2 separate regions of the Anser cygnoides genome follow, and region 1 is linked to region 2. Evidence: chromatin contacts called from public Hi-C data. All regions are on one chromosome and are shown on one strand. Each heading gives the region's core, a stretch centred on a gene start, on an enhancer-like site or on the middle of the called end of the contact. The rest is flanking DNA. Distances are from core to core; before and after follow the strand shown. Region 1 holds the start of FARP1 (FERM, ARH/RhoGEF and pleckstrin domain protein 1). Region 2 overlaps FARP1 (FERM, ARH/RhoGEF and pleckstrin domain protein 1).

Evidence for each region. A called contact is a pair of places that touch in the nucleus more often than the background predicts.
Region 1: a Hi-C map of liver shows a contact between it and region 2, with 2.2 times the contacts expected there. The contact joins the promoter of FARP1 here to the enhancer-like site in region 2. A contact is called at or near these places in 2 of 7 Hi-C or Micro-C datasets (granulosa cells and liver).

The regions. Positions count from the first base shown.
Region 1 is chr1:156,117,557-156,121,506 of Taihu_goose_T2T_genome, reverse strand. It overlaps FARP1 (FERM, ARH/RhoGEF and pleckstrin domain protein 1), which reads left to right and starts at 1,838. Exons shown (of 27, transcript XM_048072721.2): 1 at 1,838-2,137.
Region 2 is chr1:156,025,761-156,029,536 of Taihu_goose_T2T_genome, reverse strand. All of the region lies in intron 2 of FARP1 (FERM, ARH/RhoGEF and pleckstrin domain protein 1), which reads left to right. Among named protein-coding and RNA genes, the nearest start is that of FARP1, 92 kb to the left of the region's middle. Within about 2 kb of position 1,501, at least 2 of the 3 cell types and tissues checked have open chromatin away from gene starts, as enhancers often do. A contact at or near this core is called in liver, where this site is marked.

The sequences.
Region 1 (3,950 bases), core at 589-3,088, 92 kb before region 2:
GGAGAAATGACCAATGTGTTACCACGTTTGATGACTCAGTAAGCTGACCACTCAAGAGAATATTTTACTGTTGCTTTTTGGAGCTCAGTAGTAAATGGTCAAATAGCTGCAGGGCAACCTGCTACTTCTGTTTAGCGGTGAGAAAAGTTTCAAGGTCACTCAAACTTGGAAGGCACTGAAGATGACCTCACCCATGTGATGTAGACTACAACAACTCTTTGTTAGGTGTGAATGAGGCATCAGTGATTTGGAAGTCTGCGTAAAAAACACCAGGAAATTCTAAATGTTATGGTTGATCCCTGTGGTACTGCTCTTACTGCAACAGCACCTTAATTAGTGGTTAAAGCTGCTGACAAAGTATTTTTTTTTTGGGGGGGGGGGCGGACTTATTAATTATGCCAGTGTTTTTAATCATGGATCTTGTTAGAATGAGCAGGCAGCCTTTCCTCTTGGTCTTCTACTGACAGGCCGTGCATTTTGTGTGGGAAAAAGTCTGGGGGAATATGACAGTAATTACTATCTTATCAAGTATTGACAGCTAAGGACAATTTCCAGCCTTTCAGTCAGTAACCCATGTACATGGCTAAAGTTTTGGGGCTGACCTAAGAAACGGAGATCTCTTGATCTCACAAGGTTGGTTGGCGTATTTTTGCAGATACACCAAGGTATCTGTCGTGAGGTGTTTGTGCATAGAGGCATTGCTGTTGCCAGCAGAGGAGTCTGTCTTTTGGGGATTTAGCAAGGGCAAGGCTTAGAGGAGAAAATATTTATGGTGTTCACGTACCTTTTCTCTTCGCTGCAATGATGAAAATATGCTATCCGGGGATAGCGGTTGGGCTCCTCAAATGGCCCACAGACGCTAGGAGCTCAGAACAGTAGCTCTGTAACTACACAATTAGTTCACTGCTCCCTCCCGAGTCCGTGAGAGAACTTCTAAGGCCTGAAGTGTTTCCTCTGCATTACTCATTTGTGTGCTCTACCCCCCAGTCACCTTCAGGAAAAAATATTGGGTAAAAGGCAGGAAAAGGCTGAAAAGAGAGGCACACCCTAACGCTTAAAGAAACGGACAGTGGTGTGAGGTGCTGTCTGCAAACGTTTATGCTGGTCCTGGGTGTATTGGGGAACCTCTTTGCCACAGCTTTAAGTCTTCTCTGAGGGAATGGATGTGCAGTGGCTCTGGAAGAGGTGTAGTCCCCAGCCCTGGTCCTTGCCTGGAGTTCTTTCAGCCCATGTCCTGGAGCGGAGGGTTTTGAGACAGCCCTTGATGCTCCGATTGCTGCTACCTGTTAAATTTTACTGCGCTGTAGTCTGCTGTTATCTAATGACGAAGCAAGTAATGAACATAGAGCTTGAATATGCCACCCGTACACCACCAAGTCCTTTCTCAGGTGTCTCAGAGAAGTGCTTGGAGTACGAGGAGTGTGGAGTGATACCTCTTGGTAAACCCACCATTTCTTCCTCTTTATTTTTAGGGCAGGGAACCAAGGGATCGCAGCTCCGCGCAACCCCCTTGAGGTGACACCCCCGGGGCTCCCCCCGGACCCAGCTTTAACCTCCTGCCAGCCGGGAACGAGACCACCAGCCCCACACCGGTGGGGGCCGACCCCTAACCCGCTGCCACACCGCGGCGGCGACCGCCGAGCGCCTCCCCTCACGCCCTGCCCGCCTCGCCCCTCAGGCTCCCCTCAGGCCGCCCCCCGGCAGCAGGGAGGCGGGCGGGCGGCCATGGCGAGGCGCCACCGCCTCCCGTGAACGCTGGAGGGGGCTCTCGGCCGCCTCCTGCCGCCGGCGGCTCCCCCTCCGGGAGGAGGCAGGCTTAGGGGAGGCGCGGCCGCCCTTCCCGTTGCCGCTCCCCCGGGCAGCAGGCGGCAGCAGGGGCTGCCCCCAGCCGCCTCGCCCCCTTTCTGCTCCGCAACCCGGGCGGCCGGCCGGGCTCCCCCCTCCGCGCCGCACAGCCGGACATGGCGACCCTGCTCCTGCGAGCCCCCCGCTGCCCTCCTCCTCCTCCTTCTCCCGCCGCCTTCTCCTCCTTCTCCTCCCCGCGGAGCTTTTAATGGCTCGGACCTCCGGCGGCCGAGCGCCACTGCCCCCGCACCAGCCGCAGCGAGGAGCCCCGGCAGCCCCAGCCCCGCACACGGTAAGGGCGAACAATGGGACCGGGCGGGACCGGCACCGGGCACCGGGCACCGGCGGCGACGACAACGGGGAGCGGCGCCCCCGGCCCCGCCGCCGCTTCCCCGGGCGGTGACAGCGCCCCGAGGGCGCCGCTCAGCCCGGCTTAATCCCATTAGCAGTGCGGGGAGGCACCGGACGGACCGACAGACCGACGGCGGAGGGGCTTTTGTTCGCCCCCCGGGCTGCCGAGGGAGCCCCGAGGGGGGCACCCATGGGTGCCGGGCGGAGCCGTGCCCGCCCCTGCCGGCCCCCGAGGGGGGTCCCCGCGGTCCCCGCTGCTACCGGGGCCCCCCGAGGCTCCGTGGGGCTGCGGGGGTCCTGGCCCGGCCTCCCCCAAAGCCCCACCGACCCTCGGGTGGGGTTTGCGAGTTTATGTCCGGAGTGGGAGCTGGCGGGGAGCAGGCCTTGTCCTTTGTGCTTCTGCTTCTGTATTTTATTTAAAAGCACGCAAACTCTGTGGAGGTGTGTTTCTTTTTTAAAGTTGCTGGGTTGGCTCGGTGGCTGGCGTGAAACAAACGAAGCGGGCGGCGTGTCGCTTCTCGGTGCCAGCCTGTCCTCGCAGGGTTCCCTTCGAGGCGGCGTGTCCCCAGGGAGGGGAAGGACGATCGCCCCGGTGTTGCTTGGTGCTTTTATTCTCCCCGTCTCCCAGCTACTTTGACTCTTGCTCCTTGTGTCGCTTCCAGTACGTATTTACAGCGAGCGGCTGACACTGGCTTCGAGCCAACAACAATAAAACTCTCCAGCGGTCCGGCTAAGCAAAGCCCCAAACGTTCTTCTGAATCAAGACCCCCCCCCCCCTTTTTTTTTTTTTTTGTTTTTAATTTCTTCATTTTTATTTTCCGTTCCCTCAACTGAGGGACGTTTGCTGGAGATCTGCGGTGTCTGGCTCGGGCTGGAGCCGTTCAGCAGCTCTCGGAAAGCGGGGAATCCTCTTAGCCTCGCCGCACGTGTGCTCCGAGGGCCGCCGCCGAGCCGGCCGGGTGCACGCCGGGACGGGTAGTCCATGGGCCAGGATCCCCCCGTGGCCTCCTGCCTCGCTAATCCATCGCTCTCGTCGCCGTGCTTCGGCTCCAGAGCCTCCTCCTCCCCTTGGTAAGCGGCGAGGATGAGGGGTTGTTCGTAACGCGCCGAGTTACGACTGCTATTTTTGCAAGTTTCGATGCCGGTAAGTCTGCCCAGACGCTCGGTTCGTTTTTTCCCCGCAGACCGAAGCTCAAATTTAGCTGTGGAAGGGATTGTTGGCAGCAGGGCCAGCTGTCAGCCTCGTGAGAAGGGGTTAGAAAACTGGACTGCTCTGCTTGCCTTTTGCAAAGTCTTCAGTATGGCCAACTAAATTGTTTTTTTCTCCTGCGCTCTGTTGTCTTGACTGAGCCAAATACACAAGGAGAGCGGGCGGCATGCTTCACACACAGTGACACGCGGCTTCAAAATGTCAAAAGTTGGTAAGAGGCCGAATGCGGAACACCAAAGCCTGACTTTTACTTAATGGCTGGATTTCAAATTGGAAATCTTTTTTTTTTTTTTTTCCCCAAGTTGACACAGTTCATTAGTCATTGTGCAATCAGTGTCTTAAAACTTGCTACTTGCAACCAATTTTTTTTTTGGAAAGAAGATTGTGGGTGATGAATGACCAAAGGGGAAATGCTGCTTAAATGTGACGGTTTAAAAAAGAAAAGAAAATGACTCGCTTTAGGAGATTTATTTCTGCATTAAAATTCAGGTAGAGAATTCTAAAGTTATAGAACTATTCAGTGATTTTTCCCTGCTGATTTTAG
Region 2 (3,776 bases), core at 252-2,751:
CAGCAGAGCCTTAAAAATTTTAAAATAACGTTGCAGCAACCCCATGTTATATGCTACTAATATACAGGGGGGAAAAGAAACCTCTTTAATATTACTTTTTTGTGCAAATTATACCAGTTATGACCTATAAGTAGTGAAGCTGTTCTTTCATCCCCTTAATGCTCCTTAATGTATCTTGTCTCTGTGTAAACCGCATAAACTTGAAGGAGGTCTTTAGCTTGTAAGAGTAGTTTTATAAAATAGCTGTTTTGATGACAGGTATGAAATCTGCACATGTAAAAAGTGAAATCTCTCCTTGGTGCCTTCCCCATGAGAAGCAGTACCATTAAGCAGCTCCAGGTGAGATGTTGGGGGCCATCTGGCTGTATGTGAATTCTACTCTACAGTATGTTTGCTGTGAGTATCAGTTAAGTCACCTGTTGGGAAGATGTAGAAGCAATCTGGGAAAGACCTTTTGCCACAGAAAAGGTTTGAAATGTATAAACAGTAGTTCACAGGCATTCTTGTTTAGCGATACTAGAATTCAGTACAAAAATCATTGCTCAGTCCGCTCACTTTTTCTTTGCACCCTTTTGTATTTCCAGGCTGTGGTAAAGGGGAAGTTGGTAGCCAATGGAAATGAAGTTACGGAAAAGATTGAAAAGGGCATTTTAGGCCCTCAGTCGTAGCAAATTGACAGGGTAGAGGCAAAGACTGTAACTGCAGAGGTAGTAGAAACGAACTCTCATTAGCCAGCTCCATTGAGGGAGGACTTGGGTTTTCTGCCCCTGCACAAGTTGCTGGAAGTTGAACGTGGTGGCTCCTGTTGCCTGCTCTGATCTGCCGCCGAAGCAGCGCTGTGTTTTCTGTCCTTACAACCTGAGGACTGCCGCCTTTCTGTTCGGCAGCTAGCTGTTAATCATTATGGACTCTTATCAAGTCTGAGTTTGGGAACCTGTAAATAATCAAACCGGTTTTATCTTTAGCTTTGTCTACCAGCTGGTCAGTCATCCCTACTGCCGCACAGAAAACGTGGAGTGGTTGGTGCAGCATTTCTCAGCAGCCTGCTGTCTCATTCCAGGGATGCCTGCTCACCGTGGTGCGTTAGCACGGAAGCTGGTACATGTCTTTCTAAATGGATGCAGGATGAAACTGTATGGGTACCCACATAGTGGGAGGAGAGAAAGAAATGGCAGTTCATTGCTCAACTTGAAATCTGTTTACTTAGTCAATCCTAGTATTTATAAACTTCAGACAAATAGTTGGAAAAAACCTGCTTATAGGCTGTTTGCAGGCTTTTTACTGCTGTGTTGCTTCTCTTTAAGTTACCCTCACCACTGTAGTCTGCAGCAAACAAAAAGCCAACATGACATGATGCAGAATCATGGGTGCTGGTCAGATGAACAGGAGCTGCAGGTGTGGTTCTTCCGTCGTGGCACCTGCTGTGCTCCATCACCAGGAAAATGCCAGGCAGGCCCAGCCAGGCTGCGCTACATCTGCATGAGGCACTGGAGAAGTGCAGCTGGAATGTTGTGGCCAGCTTTGGTGCTCAAAATTGAACAAGATAGTTGGTTAATTTGCAGACATTTCAGAAAAGAGGTGCAAGAGGAGGCTCAGGGGAGACCTTATTGCTCTCTACAGGTGCCTGAAAGGAAGATGTGGGGAGCTGGGGGTCGGCCTCTTCTCGCAGGTAACTAACGATAGGACTAGAGGGAATGGCCTCAAGTTGCACCAGGGGAGGTTCAGGTTGGAAATGAGGAGACATTTCTTCTCAGAAAGAGCAGTCAGGCACTGGGACGGGTTGCCCAGGGAGGTGGTGGCGTCACCATCCCTGGGGGTGTTCAAGGAAAGGTTGGACGTGGTGCTTAGGGACATGGCTTAGTGGGTGACATTGGTGGTAGGGGGATGGTTGGACCAGATGAGCTTGGAGGGTTTTTCCAATGATTCTGTGATTCTAAAGGGCAGAGAAAAAAAAGCTTTTGGTGGAAAACAGGAAGTCATCTAGCAGACAAGGCTTGAAGTGGCATTTGGGTTGTGGTAAAAGAGGAAGCGAAGTATTAGATGAAACATTGTACTGCAGTGAAGGAGAGAAAGTGCTGGCGTACAGCTGAAGTACAAGCAGCAGGTGGACCTATATGAGATGTTGCACAGGGATTACTCAACACCAAGATCAGAGGTAGAAAAGAGGGTTTGAGACACCTGTAGAAAGAAGCTGACGTCTGATGTTATTCCAGACATCCATCACAATTTCTCGTTGTACTTGTTAGAAACCTGTTTCCATCACTCGGAAATGAACCAGACCTTTTCCAGCCAGTATCAGTCTAGCAGGAGTTCACAATTATATCTGTAAATTCTCTTCCATCTTTGCTTGGCAGAACTCCCCTGGGTTGTCTGGCTTCTGCAAGCTTAAAATAATTAATTGGTTTCTTGCTTCCAAGACTTCAGTCATGCTGAAATTCGATGATTTGTGATACCACCAGATACCAAAGTGTGAATCCATCTGCTCACCGTGCAGAGGAGAAACAGAAGAAAGTACCAAGGTAAAAGCTTGGCAGCTGAAGAGTATTGGCAGCTGAAGCCTCCTTGGTGGTATTTCTTCTCATGTTCATTCTTCCATGTGTGCAGGTCCTTTCTAGCAGCCCTTTTTTTGTCAGACTTTGAACATTAAAGAGAAGATAAACTGGAGGAGCAAACTAAGTGAAAATCCAGCACTTTTACAAAAAATCAGAATGCTTTAAAAGTAACTGAATTTGCACAGTTTGCAGAACGATACAAATTGCTGTTGGCCATACTGGCTGGAAGCAGATGGTGATGTCCCTCTGAAATCTGCTGCTGGCTGTTGGTTTTGGAGACCTTTCTTGGGTGGCCAAGTTTTTTTATTTATTTTTTCATCAGAAAACAATTTGCTAAACTGTTGTCTCCTACTCACAATACAGTGAGCATATCAGCATACTGTCAAATCACACCATGCTATGAATTTTTTGGTACTGTGGCAATCTCTTAAGGCCCATGCAGTTTGTTCATGAAAGAAAAATCCATGTAAAGCAATAAGGGCACTTAAATCTAAGGGTGAGGGCAAGCAAATGTTTTAGTGCGGCCTTTCTAGATTTCTTTCTGATTCACATAGTTCCCAAGTCACTGGAGATTAAATTGCTGATACATTTTTGTTTTGTTTAACTTTTTTTATGTTGCCAGAGGAGGTAGGGAGAAGGTTGTATTTTATTGGCACCTCCTCTGTGAGTTTACAACAGCAGCATTTAATCAGTTAATTTTTTTCTTTCTTCCAGTATCTGAGATGTAAATATCTTAGGCTGTCCGTGCAAAGGTCCAAGCTGAAAACACCTCTGAAGCAGAGTATGATGCTTCTGCTCTGGTATGCTGTTTTTTAAAGCTGTGGTCGAGGAGGATTTCCAGGGCATGTTCACTTTCATCATTCATAAGCTTCTCTGAATCTGAAGAAGTTAACTTTAGAGAAAAACTTGTACTCTAATACAGTAACAGATATCTCTATCTTGCATTGCTTTTTTCTTAGTTCCTACCACTTAATCTGGAAGCATCTCAGGAATTCTCTTAATTTTTTTGACTCATTACTCAGTAACTGACGTGTTTTTTGAACTTGTGCCTGGTCTTAATGCAAACGAACCTTATCAGTATAGGTGAGTTCTTTCCATAAACTTCTAGGTTGCATGAAATCCAGATATGAATGGCACAATATATTCCACGACTTGAATTACTAAATATGGAAATAAATAGGGTAATTTAGTTTTCTCTGTGGTAATTCTTGGTAAATGGTATGA